Regions from separate parts of the Canis lupus genome. Here region 2 is linked to region 1. A link is a contact called in public Hi-C data. All regions are on one chromosome and are shown on one strand. The core of a region is the stretch at or near the end of the contact, and the rest is flanking DNA. Distances in the headings are between cores, read along the strand shown.

Region 1 (6,100 bases), core at 1,120-3,619:
GAAACTGGTACCCAGGAGTACAGTTATGACAGAAAACCTAAAATATGTAGCTGTGACTTAGAAACTCCGTGGGTGGTAGCAAGGAAACTATTGTTAGAGGCTGGAAAGTTGGCAATCCATGCTGGCTGTGGTAAAATATTTGCTAAAACTATTCATGTGTATCTCCCATTCTTCCCCTTTCTAAATAGGAATGTTTACCACGTTGCTCTGTCCCTGCGGCAGCGCCCTATGTTGAGTGTGGGTGTGGGTTTAAACAGGGAGGATAGGTACTTTCTCTTCAATAAGAGAAGCTTTATCGTGGTCTAATACAGGGACTACCAAGCATGGCCCAGAGATGCTGAACTTTGCAATTAATGCCATAATTACTGAATAAAACGTTTAGATTGCCTCATTTGTGAAAGGGATGAAGGGATTTTATAGTGTTAGTTGAGTGAACTGTAAATTGGTGACTAGAAGAATGGATTGCAATGCTCTTTGGTGCAGCTCACCGGTAAATTTGGGTTAGCTTCCTTCTGGGCAAATAGAATGACGCTTCCCTGCTCCTTTGAAGGTAGCATGCCCATGTGATTTGCTTTCGTCAAAGAAATGCGAGTGGAATTGACTCGTATAACTTTCAGGAAGAACCAGTTTGCCATCCACGGGTCCTTTGCACATCACTCAAGTGGGGAAGTTCTAGAGACTGGAGCCTTCTGGTTGCTTGGTGAGAACCATCTGTAGTGAAACTCCCCTGCCACTCCCCCACAGCTCCCCATGTCCAGGAAGGGAAGCAGGAAATACCTTTTTGTTGTTGTTGTTGTTGTTCTTTTAAGCCCCTACAATTTTTAGATTTTTTTTTTGTTACTGCGCTATAACCCAGCCCATCCTAACTAACGTAGGCCGCGGTAAAAGTCATCAGGGGAACTCCAAAGGCTGGTCACCCTGGCAACTATGAGTGGAACCTGTCTCGGGAAACCATCCACTCACGATTCCAGAAAGCACCTTCGCTAGCGATTTCACTTGCTTCTCCATTTGTGACCATTCTGGAAGAGGTGACCGTGAAATTCAAATGTCATCCTTCTTTCTTTGTGAAAATGTATCTTCACTATTGCGAGGTAGTGATGAGCAAGGAAGTGCTTTCTGGTAGGAAAAAAAAAAAAAAAGCAAGTAAACAAGCGAGCAGGCCAAAGGGACAAGCCACAAACCAGGAAGGGTAGAGCTGAACGCATACGAGTTTCCAAGAAGAATAAAGCCTATTTCCCCAAAAACATGTGCATGGATTCCCAGGCATGCACGGCACCTCTCAGCAGACCTTGGGTGTCTTAGCTTTGGGTGCACCCCTGCGCAGGGCCGGAAAGCCCTGCACAACCGCGCTGTTGCAAGAGCAAGAAATGCCATAGGAGTTTACGTCCAATCAAAAGTTTCCCCAAAAAGGGGGGAGGGAGGGAAGCAAAAGAAAAAAAGAAAGTGCAAAAGTTTTCCTTCTCTGTCGAGGAGGAGCAGTCTCTGCAGCAGAGCGTGAGGCTGATCCCAGGTTTGTAACTGCGGGCCCACGCGCTAACGGGGCGCGCCCTGCAGGCGTCTGCATCTTGCGGGGCGCAGTCTGCGGTCTGGGGGTGGGGGGTTCACCCGGACACGCCCAATCCCGTCGCAGGCAATTTTGCATGGAGGGCCCCCCACCTTTTCCCGCGGTGCTCGCAAATGCTGTTCCCGAGAGCCCTGCGGCCGGGCCGCTGAAGCCGCGGGGGCACCTGTGAGGCGGCCCCAGGACCGGCTCGAGCTTCCCCGCGCGGCGGGGCCCCCGGGGACCCCCCCGCCCCCGAAGTTCCCGGCGCTGGGAGCGCGCAGCGCAGCCCGAGCCCGAGCCCGAGCCCTCGGCGGGGGGGGGGGGGGGGGGGGGGGGCGCCCTCCCACGGGGAGCCCCGGGGCGCGAAGGCGGCTGCCCCGCGAGCCCGCGCGCCGCGCCGCGGCGAGCCCCCCGTGAGAGCCAGGGAGTGCCCGCCCCCTCCCCGCGCGGGACTACAAGGACCGGCATGCACCGCGGCGCGGCGGCCGGCTCCGCTCCGGGACCGCGGCGCAAGGGAGCCTGGGAAGTGAAGTCCCCGGGCGGCCCCGAGTCGCGTCGCCGAGTCGGCGGGGGAGGCGTTGCTCGTGCGCTCCATCGGCGCGCGGGTCCCTGGCCGGGCTCCGCGCTCAGGATTTTCGCGGGCGGCGGCGTCGGCGGCGGCGGCGGCGGCGGCGGCGGCGGGAGCAGGATGGCGAGCCGGAGCACAGCCCGCGGGCGGGGGCGGGGCGGGGCGGGGCGCGGGCGGGGGCGGGGGCGGGGCCGGCGGAAGCGGCAGGTTGCTCCCTCCCCCCGCGCCGCCTCGCGCCCGCCCCGCCGGGAGCGCAGGGAGGGGGCGGGCAGGGCCGAGGGAGGCTAGTGACACGTGTCAATCAACCCCCCCGCGGGGGGCGCGCGCTCCGGGGCTCGCGCCGAGGGCTCGCGCCCCTGCCTCGTGCCTGCGCCGCTCGTATGTAAATGAGGGCGCGTGACGCGGGACGCAGATGGACAAGGGGAGAGAGAGAATGGCCGCTGCCGCCGCTGCTGCCGCCGCCGCCGCTCAGTGCCGGAGCCCGCGGTGCGCGGCGGAGAGGAGAGGCTTCCGGCGGGAGCTCGACTCGTGGCGCCACCGCCTCATGCACTGTGTAGGTAAGACACCCGCGGCCCGCCCGCGCCCCCGCCCTGCCCGCCGCGGCCCCGGCCCCGGCCCCGGCCCCGGCCCCGGCCCGCGGCTCGGGCTCGCCGGGGTCCCGCTCGGGGCCGTCCGGGAGCGCGGCGGGAGCGCGGCGGCGGCGGCCCCGGCGCTCGCCTTTTGTCTGCGGCCCCGGGAGCTCGGCCGCCGGCGGCCCGGAGCTGTTGGCCGGAACTCCGCGGCGCGCGCTGTCGGCGGCGGGCGGCCCGGGGCGGGCGGGAGGCAGGCCGGCCGGTCCGCGCCCCCGCCGGGCGCTCACGCCCCCCGCCCCGCCGCGGCCGCGTCCCCGTCCCCGTCCCCGTCCCCGTCCCCGGGGCCGGCACCGGGGGCCTCCGGGGCGCTCGCGGGGCGCGGGGCGGGGGGCGCGGGCGGGCCGGCGGGGGCGTCGCCCGAGGGGCGGGGGCGGGGGCGGCGCGGCGCGGTGTGTGCCCCTTTAAGACGGAGCCGCTCGGGCGCTGACGGTTGGGATTTGAAGTTCTGCCTCCCAGTTTGGAAGTCCGGACGGACGGGGGGCGTCGCCATGGCGACGGCGCCCGCGCCCCCCCGCCGCGCCCCCCCGCCGCGCCCCCTCCCTCTGCGCTCGCGGACGCCGGGGCGACCGGCCCTGGGCTGCTGCGGGCGATGGGCCGTCCCCGTCCCCGTCCCCGTCCCCGCCGCCGCCGCCCCCCTGCGCCCGCCTCCCTCGGAGCGGCCCGGGTCCCCCGGCCAGAAACTTCGGGGCTCGGGGCCGCCCCGGGGGCACGCGGCGCTGGGGTCCCCCGCTGCGGAGGCCGCCCGTCGGTCGGGGTGAGCCGAGTGCGAGGAGCTGCGGCCCGGCGGGTCGGCGTGCGGGCCCGGGGGGCGGGGGCCGAGACCCGGGCGCCTGCAGGTGGGCAGCACCCCGCGCTCGGGCCCCTGCGCCCGCTGCCCTCGGCTCGCGCGCCGCCCGGCCCCCCGGACTTGTGTGCTCTGCCCGGAGATCTGCCTCGTCCCCCGGCGCAGGGGGGGCCGTGCTGGGATCCTGGGATCCACTGGCCCCGCTCAGCGCCCGAGGATCTGCCTCGCCCCTCGGTGCAGGGGGATCGCTCTGGGATCGACTGGTCCCGCTCGGGGGATCGCGCTGGGATCCTGGGATCCACTGGTCCCGCTCGGGGGATCGCGCTGGGATCCACTGGTCCCGCTCGGTCCAGCTCCGCGCCTGAGTATCTTCCTCCCCCCCCCCCCCCCCTCCGGCGCAGGGAGGACCGTGCTGGGATCCTGGGATCCACTGGACCAGCTCAGCGCCCGAGGATCTGCCTCGCCCCCCGGGGCAGGGGGACCGCGCTGGGATCCACTGGTCCGGCGCCGGCCTGGGGCCCCGCGCTGGGAGCTCGGCGGGTGCAGGGCTGCGGGGATTCGCACGGGAAGGAAGGGCGCCCCGCGGGGGCCGTGGGGTTCACTTTACCCAACGAACTGTGCAGCCCTTATAAGACACAGTTTGGTCTCATTTAAGGAAATATTCTGGGAAATAGGTGTAGTCAAGTATCTCTAAGCGGTTGTAGTTCCTTAGGGAAAGTAAAAAAAAAAAAGAAAGAAAAGATTTTAAATCCTCACGGTATTCTTTTATAAAAATGCTAAGTGTTGCCAGTGCTTCCTGAATACAAAACGGACCCATTTTTAGGATTGCTTCAAGACCCCTACGGCTGACAACCTGTTTAGAAATCGTGGCGCTCGCTCCCCGAGATCCGGCGGGATGACCGCATGGGGACCCGGGCTCAGGACGTGGCCCTGCGGGTCTAACCGAGGCGGGGACGAGCACCGTCTTCCTCAGGGCTTCTGTTTGGGAATACTTCGGGATTTTTCCCTTATCTCCTTGTTTAGACACATTAAGCATGGCTCTATATCAAAAAAAAAAAAAAAAGTAGTTTTGAAAAATAGGCAAATTTTAAACAGGACGTTGGATTTGATGGAAAAAGGGATTTCGAATATCTTTCTGCCCTGTCTATTCAGACATACAAGTCGGATTGAAAGACCTTGAAAACTGAGCTACGTGCTGTGTCTAACATGCAAGCTCTATATTATATTTTTAATGTAATGCAGAACTGTACTGTATTTGAAAGGAAATGTTTTCCTGGTCTCTAACTATATTTGAGAATTATTTCCCATAGTGCCAGTCAGGAGACCTAGTAAAACCCATCTCATACTTTGTTTTTGTCACTGTTGTTTTTAAATAAACAATAAAACTCTTTTAAACGGGATATACACTTGTTGATTGGGTTTTTTCAGTATCGTATATGTGAAGACCTTATAGTGTGAGTTAGGATTAAATGTATTTTGTGTGACTATTTTAAATTATCTTTTGCTATAGGCGTGGTTATATTTAATAATTAAGTTGGTAAGCATATTTACAAAAAAGCCATATTCTCTTTCCTTTTGGGTGTGTGTGAATATTTATATGTGTATATTTCTATATTTAATATATTTAGTGCTCTTATTGCTTGAAATCATTTTTATGAATTATACTTTCTACCTTTGGAAAAGAAAATCTTCCAAAAGTCTTATTTTTATATGAGACTGAAATTGTAAGCAGTGGTCCCTAGGCTTATACAGCAAATTAGTATTGAGCCAGTAGTGAAATTTTAAGTCTCAGTTCTTAATCTAAGTTTTTTTTTTTTTTTTTAAGATTTTATTTATTTATTCATGATAGAGAGGCAGAGACAGGCAGAGGGAGAAGCAGGCTTCCATGCCGGGAGCCCGACATGGGACTCGATCCGGGGACTCCAGGATCACGCCCTGGGCCAAAGGCAGGCGCTAAACCGCTGAGCCACCCAGGGATCCCCTTAGCCTAAGTTTTTAAAGTAATCTGATTTTTTTTTTAATGACTCCTATATAAATTCTAATTTCAAAGGGGAAAAAGTTCATTTTGGTTGTCATGACTGCTGGTAGTGAGCTAAGATGTTTAACTCAATATGGAAGGTTATGTCTGCTTTCCTCTATTTGTGGAACTCATGTCTTTAGGTTAGATTTGTGACTACTCTGATTCCTCGTTTTTCTTTTTTACAATTTAATTGAAAAGTTCTACAGACTCTATGTCCTAGTTAATAGCTCTATTTATAATGTGCTTTTTATAATTTAATTGTTTTTCTATAATCGTCCTATGCAATGCTATAATGTTGAGTATACTCAGCTAACAAATGTTTGAGTGCTTATTGGGTATAGTAAATAGTATCCTGGTACTCAATATGACATTGAGTGATAACAGTCTTGGGTCTTATGGAATTTATAATACAGTTAGTATCTGACAATACATTAAATTTAAAACAAAGTAAAGTCAGGCATAAAAGTAATGCATTAGCATATTTTTAAATGTTACCACGTATTGTATAGTCTATTAGGGTATTCAGTCTGGGAGATAGGCCACGTTTTTTGTT
Region 2 (6,100 bases), core at 2,587-5,086, 190 kb after region 1:
CCTGAAAAAGGAAGTAACTTCTCATTTTACTCCCTGAAACAAAATCCATTTCCTGTATTTAAATATTTATTCACCTCTGCTTCTCAAATTTTCCCCAGCTTTATAATTAAGTACATGTTGACTACTAAATACTTGTTTTATACAATATATTTTATAAAGATTTAATTTATTTATTCATGAGAGAGAGAGAGAGAGAGGCAGAGACACAGGCAGAGGGAGAAGCAGGCTCCCTGCAGGGAGCCCGATGCGGGACTCGATCCCAGGACTACAGGATCATGCCCTGAGCCAAAGGGAGACACTCAACTGCTGAGCCACCCAGGCGTCCCTGTTTTATACAGTATTATGTGTACCATTTAACACCAAATATTTTAACTATCATCGGTTACCAAAACTGATAATAAAGCTAGTAGCAGGGACAAAGAGAAAAATGAAAATGTGGCCAAAACATAGCTAGGCATATATGGACAAGTGGAATATAACTATCTTTATGAGGCCAGAGATAGAGAAAAATTTCTTAAAGATAGAAAGCACAGATCATGAAGAAGAAGAAGAGGAGGAGGAGGAGGAGGAGGAGGAGGTCATAAAGGCAGAGATTAATTTTGACATCAGGAATTTCTGTCCAGCAGAAGACATCCTAAAAAAAGTAAAACAAAGAGCTATCTATCTAAAGTTGAAAGATACCTACAATTCACAAGATCCAAAATTTCTTTCCAGAACAAAGAACTTCAGTAAATCAATAAGACAAACCAACAGAAAAATGAGAACACATTAATAGGCATTATATAGAAGAAATACAATATTGACTGTTAAATATATGAAAAGATGCATAAAAAGGAAATGTATCACACGCACAACCAGATAAACAATTTTAAAATCTGACAATATCAAACATTGGAAAGAATATGACCGATGAATGCTTTTCTGCACTGTTCCTGGGAATATTAATTGGTAAACTGTTTTGCAGAACACTTGTACCTTACCTAATAAAGCTGAAATGTACACATATCCTAACATGATCCTAACAAGTCCCCCTTAGGTATATACCCTAGAAAAGCTCTTTAACCTGTGTACCAGAAGTCATGATAAGGAAATTCGCAGTAACACCATTTTTTTCAGAGTAAAATAACTAGAAACCAGACGGTCAATATTAGAAATAATTAACTGTGCTATATTCATACAACAGAATGCTGTAAGACAGTAAATATCATCAACATGGATGAATGTTACAATTAGAAATAATGATCCGAAAGTGCAAACAAATACAACTCATAGAATGCATAAATGACAGGAGATACATACATGTGTCTAAAGACAAGAGAATAATTAAAATTCAGAATAATCGTGAACTCTGACGGAGAGTAGGATGGGAGGTAGGGCAGACTTCAAAGGCACTGGTGAATGATGCTCTTTGGCCTACTTTTTAAGTTGGGTAGGGACTACTTGGGTATTTTTTTTTAAGTCATATATGTACCCTATACCTTTCCACACAGAGAAAGAGAGAATCTTTTAGAAACCCTGTCTACCAAGAGTTTAACAAAGTCAAGGAAACTGAAAAAGAGTTTAGGAAGCTATACATACCATTAACCACGGGACAGTCATCATCTTTGGGATCCTGAAGTCGTGAAAGAGCCAGAACTGCCTGTATCCTCACATTTGGAATTTTATCTTTCAACCTAATAAGCATGGCTTCATTAATTTTATCAAACAAATCATCATCAATCTGGGCATTTTCTGGCATGCTTCCCAAGAACTTGCTTATGAGCTGGCACGCTCTAAATCTCACTGCATTGCTGTTGGCTTCGTGAGACTGTAATGGGAACAAATTAAAATCTATTTACAATCACAGGAATCCTGTTCGGAATTCGGGAAGTTACAAGAGTCATTTGCTACTTGCAGAGAAAGCGCCCGGCTGCCTTGATCCGCCTGCACACGGTGAGGCTCCCCGTACACACAGTCCAAAGGAAGTCTGAACCAAATTACCAGGGCACACTCCCCTCTGTAGAAATCCTCACTTTCTTTCTTTTTTTTTTTTTATGATAGTCACACACAGAGAGAGAGAGAGAGAGAGAGAGAGAGGCAGAGACACAGGCAGAGGGAGAAGCAGGCTCCATGCACCGGGAGCCCGACATGGGATTCGATCCTGGGGCCAAAGGCAGGTGCTAAACCACTGCACCACCCAGGGATCCCCCTCACTTTATTTCTAAAATAGGCAACTTGGGGCAGCCCGGGTGGCTCAGCAGGTTAGCACCTGCCTTCAGCCCAGGGTGTGATCCTGGAGACCCGGGATCGAGTACCATGTGGGACTCCCTGCACGGAGCCTGCTTCTCCCTCTGCCTGTGTCTCTGCCTCTCTCTCTCTCTCTCATGAATAAATAAAATCTTAAAAAAAAATAAGTAATAAAATAATAAAATAAAGTAATAAAACAAAACAGGCAACTCGTTTGAAGCCAGGTGAGAACTGGCTAAGACCATCAAAGCTTAACGCTGGAGTTAAAGCCCGTTTTTCTCATCTCAAGGACAGTCCTAACACTTCCTACAAAAGGCAGGCTCATTCACAGACATCTCCTCCGTTGCTAAGTATCTCCTCCTCTATAAATTTTTTTTTTAATTTTTATTTATTTATTTATGATAGTCACAGAGAGAGAGAGAGGCGCAGAGACACAGGCAGAGGGAGAAGCAGGCTCCATGCACCGGGAGCCCGATGTGGGATTCGATCCCGAGTCTCCAGGATCGCGCCCTGGGCCAAAGGCAGGCGCCAAACCGCTGCGCCACCCAGGGATCCCCTAGTATCTCCTCCTCTAAAGCATGCAAACTCTTTTGGCTGTGCAGAAGCTTCTTACCTTGATGAAGTCCCAATAGTTCATTTTTGCTTTTGTTTCTCTTGCCTTCGTGGATGTATCTTGCAAGAAGTTACTGCGGCCGAGTTCAAAGAGGGGTGTTGCCTGTGTCCTCCTCTAGGATTTGGATGGCAAACTCCCATGGCCCTTTTAATACGGCAAGACTTTCTACGATACTCCCCCCACTCCCCCCAAAGTCTCAGCTTCGTACCTTTAGAAGAAAGGTAAACAAGTAATTCAAGATGCCCCCGTCGTCCTCCTCCTCCTCCGCCTCCTCGTCCGCATCCGACTGGTGAAACGAGGTGACAAACTTGGCTGCGAATTCCAGGACCCTCTCGACGGCGGGCTCCCGCTTGTACACCACCATGGCGTACCGGAGGCGGCGAGCGAACTCCTCGTGGAAGCCGGCCTTGTCGCCCACCTGGAGGGCAGAGCGGCACGTCGCGACCCCCGCGCCCCCCGACGGCTGCCGGGCCCCTAGCGCAGCCCAGACGGACCCTCGGGGAGGCGGGGCGGGGGGGCCAAGCCGGCCAAGGGAGGGAAAATAAATGTTTTTGTTATTGTTGTTGCACAAATGTCTCTGCGGAGACCAAGACTTCGGGGAGGAAAAGGGACGCGGAGGCGCAGGGTGCGAGGAGGCGGCCCCGCCGCCCCCGCCGCCCCCGCCGCCCCCGCCGCGACACCGTGCGAGGGGGAGGAGCCATGGGATCCCCGGGGGCTCCCTGTACCCCCGAGGCCGCCGCGGGGGCCGGGGGGGAACCTCGCCGACCGGTGGAGGAGGAGGCCGCGGCCCCGGGAGGCTGGCGCCCGCTTACCGCGCGGTAGGTGCGGCTCAGCGCCATCACCAGCTTCGCCTGGTTCTGGTGCGGCTGCTGCGCCAGCTGGAAGGCCTCCTTCACCGGCAGCAGCTTCTTCTCCGCCCCCATGGCGCCGCGACCCGGGGGACGAGCCCGCCGCTCGGGGACGCAGGGGCGCGCCGGCCTCCGACGGTCCGGGGCGCCGTTCCCGCCACCGCGTTCAAATAACTCCCGCGGGAGGAGGAGGTACCGCGAGACTACCGCGAGGGCGGGAACAGAGGGGCGGGCCCGTCCCCGCTTACGGAGGGGCGGGCGCATGCGCCTGGGGCACGGGCTGCGGCGCTCCGAGCGGGAAGTGGCGTTGCGAGGGGCGGGGCGCCGGGCCGCCCGGAAGTGGCGTAGGGCCGCCCGGAAGTGATGTAAGCCGCGCGACTAGGCGAACGGCGGAGCCGCTGTGCGGGAGTCGCTGGTTCGGTGCGGCCCGGCGGGGCGAGGAGGAGGAAAGCATCCCGCAGGGTGAGCGCAGGGTCTGCCGAGGGCGCCGCGGCCGCTCGGGCTCAAGGGGGGGTGCGAGAAGGGAAAGGCCGGGCGCTGGAGGCTGCGCGCCCCCCTCCCCGAGACGCGGGCGCCCGGCCTGCCGCGGGCGGGGTCACGGCCCGGGTTGCGAACACGGGCGGGGCCGCCGAGGCCGCCCCTGCACCTCTCCCGCCGACTCACCTGCCCTCCACGGCTGACGGCTTCTCTGCCCCCGCTGTGGTTCCGTGTCAACGGCTGGGGGGAAGCCTCCGAGTAAATGCACCGAGCTGCCCTCGCGTTCCAACCTACAAGTCATCGTTTGCAGAAATGACAATAATAATCCTTTGCAATTTGCTTTTTCCTTTTCTTTTTTTTTTTTTTTTTTTTAATCAGTGTGGTCTTTGAGGTTCATTCATGTGGGTCCTTTAATAGTACTGACTTGCACCCTTCGGACCCGCGTGTGCCGGACACTGTTCTGAGCGCTTGACTTCATCCGGCCCTTGCAGACCACCCGGGCCAGGTAACCTCCAGACGAGGAAACTGAGGCACAGACAGGCTGTCCCGGCATTCTGTCGTGTGAACGTTCGATGGTTTATTCATCCGGTTCTCTTGTTTCCTATTACACACGCAACACGAAGTATTCCAGTGCCGGTTAAAGTAATGGCAGCGGTAGCTTTTGGGTTGCCTGGAATCGCAAAATCGTCAAGAGGTCTAGTTCTGAGAAGGCGGAGAAGGGGTGAGTGTTTTAGGTCAACCGGCTGGAGCAAGAGCCTAGAGGCCCAGGAATTCCTAGAATATACAACCAGTATAGTCTCACTATGGCTGAAATGTAGATGGCTGGAGGGCTGTGGGGAAAGAAACCCAGAAAGGGCATTAGTGTTTTAACCAAGTATATCCAAAATGTTATTTCAGCGTGTAACCAACAAATTACTAATGGTCTGCATTCTCTCTCTTTTTTTTTTTTTTTCCCCTACCACGTTTTTGAAATTTGATGTTATTTTACAGTAACCGCATTTTGGGTGCTCCGTAGACACTTGGGGCTGGTGTCTACAGTATTGGACAGTGTGAAACTGTTCTTAGTGTGAGAACCACTGTATATCCCATGTGTTTTTCATGTAAAATTGGTAAACTAGGACAGACTAATATTTGGAGACATTTTTCTTATTTTGTGGCCTTTAATTGCTGAGCTCTTTTTATGCTTTCGGTGCATGCTACCTTTGGTTCCTTTTACTATGAAGTTTTTAACAATATTATTTCCTTTACTGTATTTTTTTTTAAGGTTTTATTTATTCAGGGGGATCCCTGGGTGGCTCAGCGGTTTGACGCCTGCCTTTGGCTCAGGGCGCGATCCTGGAGTCCCAGGATCGAGTCCCGTGTCAGGCTCCCGGCATGGAGCCTGCTTCTCCCTCCTCCTGTGTCTCTGCCTCTCTCTCTCTCTCTCTATCATGAATAAATAAATCTTAAAAAAAAAAGATTTTATTTATTCATGAGAGAGACAGAGAGAGGCAGAGACACAGGCAGAGGGAGAAGCAGGCTCCTTGCAGGGACCCCGATGGGAGAACTCGATCCCAGGACCCCAGGGTCATGCCCTGGGCTGAAGGTGGCGCTGAGCCACCCAGGGATCCCCCCTTTACTGTATTTTAATTGGGGGTCTCTGCAAATGAGAGAGGACTTCCTATCATTTTGTCAGTTACTGAAGGATGAGGCATCTGGCCACCAGAGGTCAGCCTAACTATTTTGATTAGCTTTTTTAAGGATTTAATAACATGTTTTTATTTAGTATTTTTTGAACATTATAATCCGAAAGATAAAAAGAGATGGATTACAAAACGAAAAGACAGCCTTTAGAATGGGAGAAAATATTTGCAAACTATGTTTCACATAAGGGGTTAATACCCAAACTATATAAGAAACTCCTACAATAGCAAAAAAGCAAATAACCCAATTTTAA

What was found. Hi-C and Micro-C count contacts between places; a contact is called where the count stands out from the background.
Region 2: a Hi-C map of blood shows a contact between it and region 1, with 5 times the contacts expected there. The contact joins the promoter of NCAPG here to the promoter of LCORL in region 1. A contact is called at or near these places in 2 of 9 Hi-C or Micro-C datasets (both in blood).

What each region holds. Positions count from the first base shown.
Region 1 is chr3:91,734,388-91,740,487 of UU_Cfam_GSD_1.0, forward strand. LCORL (ligand-dependent nuclear receptor corepressor-like protein) reads left to right here and starts at 2,370. Exons shown (of 7, transcript XM_038533603.1): 1 at 2,370-2,668. The coding sequence starts at 2,524.
Region 2 is chr3:91,925,760-91,931,859 of UU_Cfam_GSD_1.0, forward strand. NCAPG (condensin complex subunit 3) reads right to left here and starts at 3,837. Exons shown (of 21, transcript XM_038533608.1): 1 at 3,652-3,837; 2 at 3,048-3,257; 3 at 1,579-1,807. The coding sequence starts at 3,762. DCAF16 (DDB1- and CUL4-associated factor 16) reads left to right here and starts at 4,037. Exons shown (of 4, transcript XR_005357410.1): 1 at 4,037-4,149.